Linked DNA regions of Rattus norvegicus: region 2 is linked to region 1. Evidence: chromatin contacts called from public Hi-C data. All regions are on one chromosome and are shown on one strand. Each heading gives the region's core, a stretch centred on a gene start, on an enhancer-like site or on the middle of the called end of the contact. The rest is flanking DNA. Distances are from core to core; before and after follow the strand shown. Region 1 holds the start of Abitram (actin binding transcription modulator). Region 2 overlaps Ptpn3 (protein tyrosine phosphatase, non-receptor type 3).

What was found. A called contact is a pair of places that touch in the nucleus more often than the background predicts.
Region 2: a Hi-C map of Schwann cells shows a contact between it and region 1, with 5 times the contacts expected there. The contact joins the enhancer-like site here to the promoter of Abitram in region 1. A contact is called at or near these places in 2 of 12 Hi-C or Micro-C datasets (the A7r5 cell line and Schwann cells).

Annotation. Positions count from the first base shown.
Region 1 is chr5:76,299,426-76,303,801 of GRCr8, forward strand. It overlaps Abitram (actin binding transcription modulator), which reads left to right and starts at 1,629. Exons shown (of 6, transcript NM_001399504.1): 1 at 1,629-1,961; 2 at 2,918-2,969; 3 at 3,452-3,581. The coding sequence starts at 1,847. Elp1 (elongator acetyltransferase complex subunit 1) reads right to left here and starts at 1,560. Exons shown (of 37, transcript NM_080899.2): 1 at 1,400-1,560.
Region 2 is chr5:76,781,549-76,785,766 of GRCr8, forward strand. Ptpn3 (protein tyrosine phosphatase, non-receptor type 3) reads right to left here. Exons shown (of 26, transcript NM_001100754.1): 3 at 843-950; 4 at 726-768. Among named protein-coding and RNA genes, the nearest start is that of Ptpn3, 38 kb to the right of the region's middle. Within about 2 kb of position 2,368, at least 4 of the 93 cell types and tissues checked have an H3K27ac peak or open chromatin away from gene starts, as enhancers often do. A contact at or near this core is called in Schwann cells, where this site is marked.

The DNA.
Region 1 (4,376 bases), core at 379-2,878:
TGGACCCTGACTGATAAAGCACAGCAAAGCAATCTGAGTTTTTAAAAGAATAGCTCGGGTCAGGTCTGGAAAGATGGCTCAGAGGTTTATTATGAGTGCTGGCTGCTCTTCCAGAGGCCCTGAGTTCAGTTCTCAACACCTACACAGCAGCTAACAAACATCTATAACTCCAGCTCCAGGGAGTCCCATGCCCTCTTCTGGCCTCCGAAGCCACTTCATGCACATGATAAAAGGCAAGCTCATTAGTCTCTCTAATGCCACAATTCTTTTAGCATGAACACTGACTTCTCTAAATTGTCATTCCAACACTCCTCACTCATTTAACTTTTTGGAGTTACATAGCCCTGTATTTTTCTCAGTGCTTTCAAGTTAGGAAAAGAGTATTTTCCAAATGATTGTAGGATCATAATCTGCTAATAGCCTTCCTTTGGCACCTCCTACTGCACCTCCCTGGGTTCCATGAATTCAACTTTTCTCCATCCACACATGTGCCAAAAAGTCCTTTCATACAACTTTGATCATGTCCTAAAATTCTGACCACTGCTCCATTTTCTCCCCGTGGTCCCCTACCTTCAGGCTTAGATAGCTCACTAAAGGGAAGATTAGATAAACCTATATACCTTGTAACTGAACAAGTCCAAACTGAACATTAAACTCACTATCACTCACTATCTCCTGATATTATCATAAGCTGACCCTTACATGCACATGAAATGCAACCTGAAAAACAGAGAACCTGCTGATCTCTTATCAAATAACAGCCTATCCTGGCTTGGGACTCATTGTCATCTCTGTTTCCACAAGCTAAAATTTGCCTACGCCTCTTTTTCTTTCACTTACACATAGAGGTATTCGCTGGTTATATATCATGGTTCTCAACATACAAACGAATCCTTTACACAATACCTAAGATCCGTTATGTGACTTACATCAAAACTTGCCAAATGTTAGGCCCTAGAAACAAAAGACTACACAATCACTGCCATCACAGAAATCCCGGGTTAGGCAAACCAGTTAGGAAAGCAAGAGATACACTGTTCCACAGAAATGACCCAAATGCGAGAAAGGATCCGCAGCACAGCACAAAGGCCTCTATTACCTATCACCTTCACAACGAACTAACCAATTAGCTGGTAGAGGTTTTATCTATATTCTGCAAGGAAACCAGCAATTGGGGAACAGGACCCTCATCCCCCGCAGCTGTGTCCCGCAGCGCCCCAGGTTGGATCCGGAGCAAAAGTATACACAAAACATCCGAAATTCGAAGAGAGAGGCTGTCCACGCTGCCCCGCCCGCGCGCGCAGACAGAGGCGCGTGCATCTTCCCTGCAGCAGGGCAGAACTGGCCCGCAAGACCAGGCCGCACAAAGCAGCTCAGACTGGAACGGACGAATGCTCACCTACAACGCCCTAGCGGAACTGCGCCCTCGCCTCAGTGCGCGGCTCCGAACCCTCACGGTACACTGGGTTTGGAAGGGAAACGCCAAAGCACACGGGAAACAAGAGACACGAACCACCGATGAGCGAAACCCGCCAGGTAGCACAAGAAAGGCGGCGCAGACGTGGTGTCACCCACGAGACGCACTAACTTGACGTCACCAGGTGGGTGTGGCCAGATGCACCGCCTCTGTAGATCCGAGGTCCTAGCCTGGTAGAGACAGAAGGACTTTGCTGTCTGTTGTCCCTCAGCCCTTTGACGCCCAGTTGTATTTGCCCAACAGTTGGACTTTGGCCCAGCAGCGCAAGTGACTGGGGTTGGGAAGGAGGTCGGCTGCGGGCCGGGGAGTCGCGGGCGCGCGCGTGCACAACGTTACCACGCGCCGGAAGTACTCTCCTGGACCAGCGGGATGGAAGAGCTCCCCTGCCCCGAAGCCGGGGTGGTGGCGCCAGAGGTAGTCATGTCTACCGAACCCCCAGCACCCTCCCTTGTAGATCGATACTTCACTCGCTGGTATAAAGCGGGTAAGTGCGGAATGGTGGTGAGCTCTGCTCTACCGCACAGGGTGGATGCCGCAGGTACTTCTGCCACGCGATGTAAGCCACCTGTGCTCTTCCTTGAGTTTCCTAGTCTCAGGATTACAGGTTCTATTTCCGACGTGGGAAGTGCAGTGCCATATGCGGGTTGTTGGCAGGAAAGGACGTGAACTAAACTAAGGAACTCAGCGTTAGTATATCTGGGCTTCCACACACTGCCAAGTGTTTGTGTGCTTGGAAGGATCAATCCTACGCCCAGTCGGGAAGAAACCTTAGGCGTGGAGAGAACATTAAGAGATGTTAAGGAACATCTAATGTTAAGAAGAAGCCGTGGGGGTTGGGGATTTAGCTCAGTGGTAGAGCGCTTGCCTAGGAAGCGCAAGGCCCTGGGTTCGGTCCCCAGCTCTGAAAAAAAAGAACCAAAAAAAAAAAAGAAGAAGCCGTGCATATTGTCCACTGGACGTTTTGAAGTAGGTTTCGCTGGTGTTCTTTGTGCCCAGAAAATACCAATACCACTTTTGGGGACCCTCCTCTAGCCTCTACCTTAGCCTTTTTAATTCAGGGAAACTGGTATGCCCACACACGGCGTTTAGGATAAGCAACCTTCCTAGTTCTCTTTAGGACTGAATTTTCCAAAAATGTGATTTTTTTATAACATCAAGACAGCCCCACAAAACAACACCACAATGTAAGCAACGTGATTCTTATAATAGTGTTTCTCTAATGGAAATAATAGGTCTCATCTTAAAGTGAGAAGATGGAGAAGTTAATAATCTTACCTGCCTTAACATTGAATAAAGGATTCTATCTGGATTAAGCCATTTAAACTACTTAATAGCCTTTATTTACTTTGACCACTGTGATCAGCTTCATAATGAACTATGGTAATCACATGGTAATAGTAAACACTAATTCAACAACCAGCAACTCATTTATTCCTCTAGATGTTAAAGGAAAACCCTGTGAGGACCACTGTATACTCCAGCACTCCAACCGGTAAGCAAACCAGGAATTAGAAATTATCAACACTGTCCTTCTGGTAGTTAGTCTGGTATGGTCTTGGGTTGGTTTTGAGCATTCATGAAATTGTCTTCTACAGTGTTGAAATGATATTATAGGAGTGTGGTGGGAAGAACATGTCTTGTTGGGTCATGTACTGCTTAGCCAACCTGTACCAACCACTGTACTGCTGGACCTATAGAATGGCTCCTTGTGGAGGCATTTGTCATGTTCTGTGTCCACAGTCTTGCCATGCTTCTCTGCTACCCTAGCTTACTAAAGACTTGTACTGCTCCCTTTCCTGGGAAGGAGATTCAACTCTATTCTCTCCTTTTCTGTATTATGTTCCAATCACAGCAGAGATAACTGGACTGAACAACGGTCAGGTTGGATAGTCACCCTCAGCAGGAATACTGTTACAGGAGGAGGTTTCTGGCCGCCATGCCACAACATAGGATTGACTGTTTTTCTCCTTGTAGAATATGCGTCATCACACTGGCAGGATCTCATCCCGTTCTTCAAAGTGGCAAAACTATTAAAAGTATTTCCTATCAGATCAGTAACAATTGTAGCAGACTTCAGAACAAAGTATCTGGGAAATTTAAACGGGTATGTTTCTGTAATCCTGTGATTTTTTTTCTTTTCTACTGAGATTTTCTATATTCATACTATGATGGATCCAGTCAGCCATAAGACTTTTTCTAGCAGTTCAATGTAGGTTTTCAGTAAAAACATGCTATACACTTCCACCCCACACCCCCACACACAAGTGTATCAAGATGTATAGTGTCTATCAGTAGGTTCTTCCCTCCATTCTTCTTATCCTCAAGGGATGAGATGGAAGATGGGCCTTGGCCTTGGCCTGCAATCCCACCTCTTGGGTGGTTAAGGTAGCATAATTGCAAGGGTGAGGCGATATAGGGCTATACAGTGAGTACCAGGTTACATGTAAAACTCTCAAAAACAAAAGAAAGAATCTTGGCTTCAGCTGCCCATGTTCACTGTAGGAAAAATTCTTAAAAAGAAAGCAGTGCATAAAGCATACTCATTCCCTGTTTAGAGATATTTGTCATACTACCCTAGGTGTACCCATCTCCCAGAGTATCTGAAACAATGACCATACATACTGTCAGGAACTGTGTTAAAATGTGGTACTAATAGTGAAAGGAGTTGGGTTTATTTAAACTTTTTTAAAACATTTTTATGTATGTGTCTGTGACACGTGTGTGCGGGAGCCTGCAGAGGTAAGGGGAACTTGTCAAATGCCCTAGAGCTAGTTACAGGTAACTGTCAGCTACCGTGTGGGTACTGAGAACTGAACCTGGGTCCTTCCTAAGAGCAGGAAATAGTCTTACCTTCTGAGCTATCTCCCCAGCCCACCGGTTTTATTTTTTAGTTAGAAAA
Region 2 (4,218 bases), core at 1,118-3,617, 480 kb after region 1:
AGAGGCATGAGGGAGGCCAGGGTGAAAAGGGCTGGCCAGAGGGCAGGTCGGGCACGGCTGGAGTAAGCTGTCTCACTGGGAGCTGAGAGCAATACAGAGGCCCACTCATGATGGATGAGCCAGCATCTGTGCTGTCGGGAAGTATGAGGGTTTATGTCGGTCTCCCTCTCTGTGTGTGCATTTGGGTGTGTGCACATGCACTCATGTGTGCAGGTGTCTGCATGTGCACGAGGGCCACAGGATGGCATCAGGTGTCGTCTTCCACTGCTCTCCATCTTCGCTTCCTGAGACAGGGTCTCTTACTGAACCTGGAGCTCACCCTTCGGCTAGACAGCCTGGCCAGCAAAGTCCAGGAACTCCTGTCTCTGTCTCCAGCGCTGGGAATACAGGCATGCACCACAGTACCCAGCTTCTTATGTTGGTGCTGGGGATCTGCACTCGGGTCCTTATGCTTGTCCAGCCAGCACTTTTACCAACTAAGACACCAATCACCCTAGCCCTTTTATGTCTCTTTCTTAACTGGGCTAAGGAAGACTATCCGTCATCCACTTACCCCCTTAGAAAAGTAACTGAATGCTCCCTTGTCCTGAGCTGCCTCCTCTCCCCTCACCCTCAAAGTAGCTTTAAAGCATCTCTCCCTGATCCCACTGCCCCCTTAAGCTCCTGATAAGGAGAAGGCAGTTCGCTGTACACCCAGTGACCAAGCGAAGCGAGATCATACCCACCTTTCAGCTGCTTCCTGAGGGGTTTGCTTGCCTCGAGCCATCTCTGTTGAGTGAGAAAAACAAGCTATGAAACCAACCCAAGCAGGCAGGCAGCACATCTTACATGTGGGCACTTACGGGGGAGTCCACTGGGTCATCGCCATGTTGCAAGCCGAAGTATTCCTTCTCCGTCACGCCCAGGTGGCCATAGGCCATATCCAGAAGTGACTGGCCCAAATCTTGTTTCTAGATCAAAACCATGAAGTATTAAAATGGACCAAGAAATAGAAGTCACATTTTTTTTAACAGTACACAAAGAGAAAGTAACATTTTTTCGGAGATTTTACGAATAAATACTTCCCACAGTTAACGAAAGCATTAATAAATTTCAAGTTACAAGGGGAAGATACAACCCTGGAACTTGCTGGCCAAGCAGTCTAGCTCAATATGGAAACACCAGGCTCCGTGACATCATGTCTCAAAAAAACTAAGGTAGGGGCTAGAGATGACTCCGTGGTCGAATGTTTCCGGGGCTTGCAGAAGACTGAGGTTCCGGTCTTAGCACCCAAGCTGAGCAGCTCACAACACCTACAACACCAGCCACAGGGGGCCTAATGCCCTCTTCTGGCCTGGTTGCATACACGCTATTAACACAGAGACACGACAATAAAAATGTATCTTGGGTTGGGGATTTAGCTCAGTGGTAGAGCGCTTGCCTAGCAAGTGCAAGGCCCTGGGTTCGGTCCTCAGCTCTGAAAAAAAAAAAAAAAATGTATCTTAGTGGTGGTGCGCATTTTCAATCCCTGCACTCAGGAGTCAGAGGCAGGCAGATCTCTATGAATCTGAAGCCAGCCTGGTCTACACAGAGAATTCCAGAAAGCTGTGGCTATACAGACTCAAATAAGTAAATGGACTGAATAAGATAGGTGATAGATGGATAGACAGACAGACAGACAGGCAGACAGATAGAATGTTGGAAAATAAAAATAAAGAATAATGAAGGAAGATACCCAATGTTGGCCTCTGGCCAACCTGGCCATAAAGGTCCAGGATAATGAAAGGCTGATGGCTTCTGAGAAAGAATGCTGCCGCTTTCTTAGGTCACTTCCACCCCTTAGCTGAGGTTCTCCAGTGACTTCCACGTTGGAAAACTCACACATTACACAGCAAACACGCCATGACCTGCTGCGGATTACGCACAGCAAATGCTAATCCCAGGTCAGCTCCTGTTGGCTGCTGGGGGCCCAGCTGCAGCTCCTTCCCCGGGAGGAACGCAGAGAGTGTGCAGGGAGGAAAACTCTCTACTAACAGCTAAAAATACTCGAATGCCATCTAAAACACCCTCAAAGTGACTTGGCCTGTGTCCCCCTGTGGGATTATCTGCCCTGCTGTTTCTCGTCATCTGAAGTGAGAAGCCAGTGGGGACGTTTAGCCACACTTCGCTCCAGAGCGGGACTCAGCGGCCTGCACCAGGGCTTATGGGGCAGCCCCATGTGGGCACTGGGACAGCGCCACAGGAAGAACCTCTTGCCTTGCTTGGCTGCAGGAGGGGTGACTAACATGGAGGGTCAAACGCTGTCAAGTGCTTTGAACCGGTCAAGGCACAGCAGACAGATTTCTTAGAGGACAAGGCAGACAGTGGGGTGGGGACAGGGATAAGGAACCCCTTTGTGCTTAGCGAGATGACAGGGTGGAGTGACAGCCCTCCCATCTCTCTAGGCCCACCCAGTTTGGAGCTGGCTGCACAAACAGAAGACAGCTGGGGGACAGTGTTAGGCATGCACGCAGAACCCGCACGGAGCACTTGGGAGATTTCAGATTCTGTTTCAAGAGGTCGACCTCCCAGGAAAGCTTTGAACCCAACCCATTGAACTCAGGACAATGCAAGTCAGAAATAGACAGGTATAGAAGAGGCTCTTCCTGTGAGCTTCTGAGAGCAGGTAATGTGCAGAAAGTGGGTCGCAGAGACCGGGGGGGGGGGGGGGGGGAAGTAAGGTAGACACTGGCAGCAGCTTCTTCCACATGACTTCATGGGGTCTGGCCTGTTGTGTATGAACTTGACTATTTTCAGAATGCAGTACCGGTCCACCCTGAAGGCCTCTGGACCTGCCACCATGTCACAAGAGAGTCTTCACGGTTTATTTTTTTATTTTTTAAAAGATTTATGTATTTTATGTATATGACACGGTCATTGTCTTCACACATACCAGAAGAGGGCATCGAATCCCCATTACAGATGGTTGTGAGCCACCGTGTGGTTGCTAGGATTTGAACTCAGGACCTCTGGAAGAGCAGTCAATGTTCTTAACCACTGAGCCATCTCTCCAGCCGTCCCTTCATGGGTTTTTAAAAACCAATACAGGGGCTGGAGAGATGGCTCAGTGGTTAAGAGCACCTGACTGCTCTTCCAGAGGTCATGAGTTCAATTCCCAGCAACCACACAGTGGCTCACAACCATCTGTAAAGATCTGATGCCCTCTTCTGGTGTGTCTGAAGACAGCTACAGTGTACTTACAGATAATAAATGAATAAATCTTTAAAAAAAAAAAAAAAGAAGAAGAAGTGTGGCCTTGTGGGCCAATACAGCCCACCCAGTCCTCCAAGTTATCAGATATGCATCTGTCCATCCGTCCGTCTGTCCGTGTGTGTGTGTGTGTGTGTGTGTGTGTGTGTGTGTGTTGTGCACAATTATGACTGTGTGTGAAGGTCAAAGGTTGATGCTGTGACATCTTCAGTCACGTCTCACCTCATTTTTGGGACAGAATTTCTCACTGAACCCAAAGTTTACAGTTTCAGCCAGACAGGCTGTTCAGTGAGCCCGGTCTCTTCCCTCCCCAGCCCCTGTGCACGGTTACAGCCACATGTACCATCAGCCATTTTTTTGTGCTGAGGATCTGAACTCCGCATGCTTGTATAGCCAGCAAGCACTCCTCTACCCACCATCTCTCCAGCACATGAGGCAGTCTCCTCATGCATCAAAACTATCTTCTCATCTACCGTAATTATTATTTATATGTTTTGGGATGTCATTTATGTAACTTTGATTTATTATGTCACTAGCAACTGTAATTTATCGTACACCTGCAAAGTAGCTCTCAGCATCCACTGGCCTTGCCACCGAGGACCAGGCACTGCGGGGCGCCATGCCTGGCACACCCAGACCATCAACCAGTACCTGCACAATCACCTGACTCGGAGTTGGCACAACACCAAAGCCCTGTGAGCCTCTCGCCTCTGAACTAGAGAATAGTATCCAGGCGTCAATTCTGCTCAATTCTAGTTCCCAAAGGAATTAAGATAGAATCTCACGGGCGGTGGCGCACAACCTTTTGTTCCAATATCACCGAGGCTGAGGCAGGTGGATCTCTGTGAGTTGGAGGCCAGTCTGGTCTACATCAAATTCCAGGCCATCGGGGGATAAATGTACAGTGAGCCAATAGATAGATAGATAGATAGATAGATAGATAGATAGATAGATAGACAGACAGACACACAGATAGATGGACAGACAGAC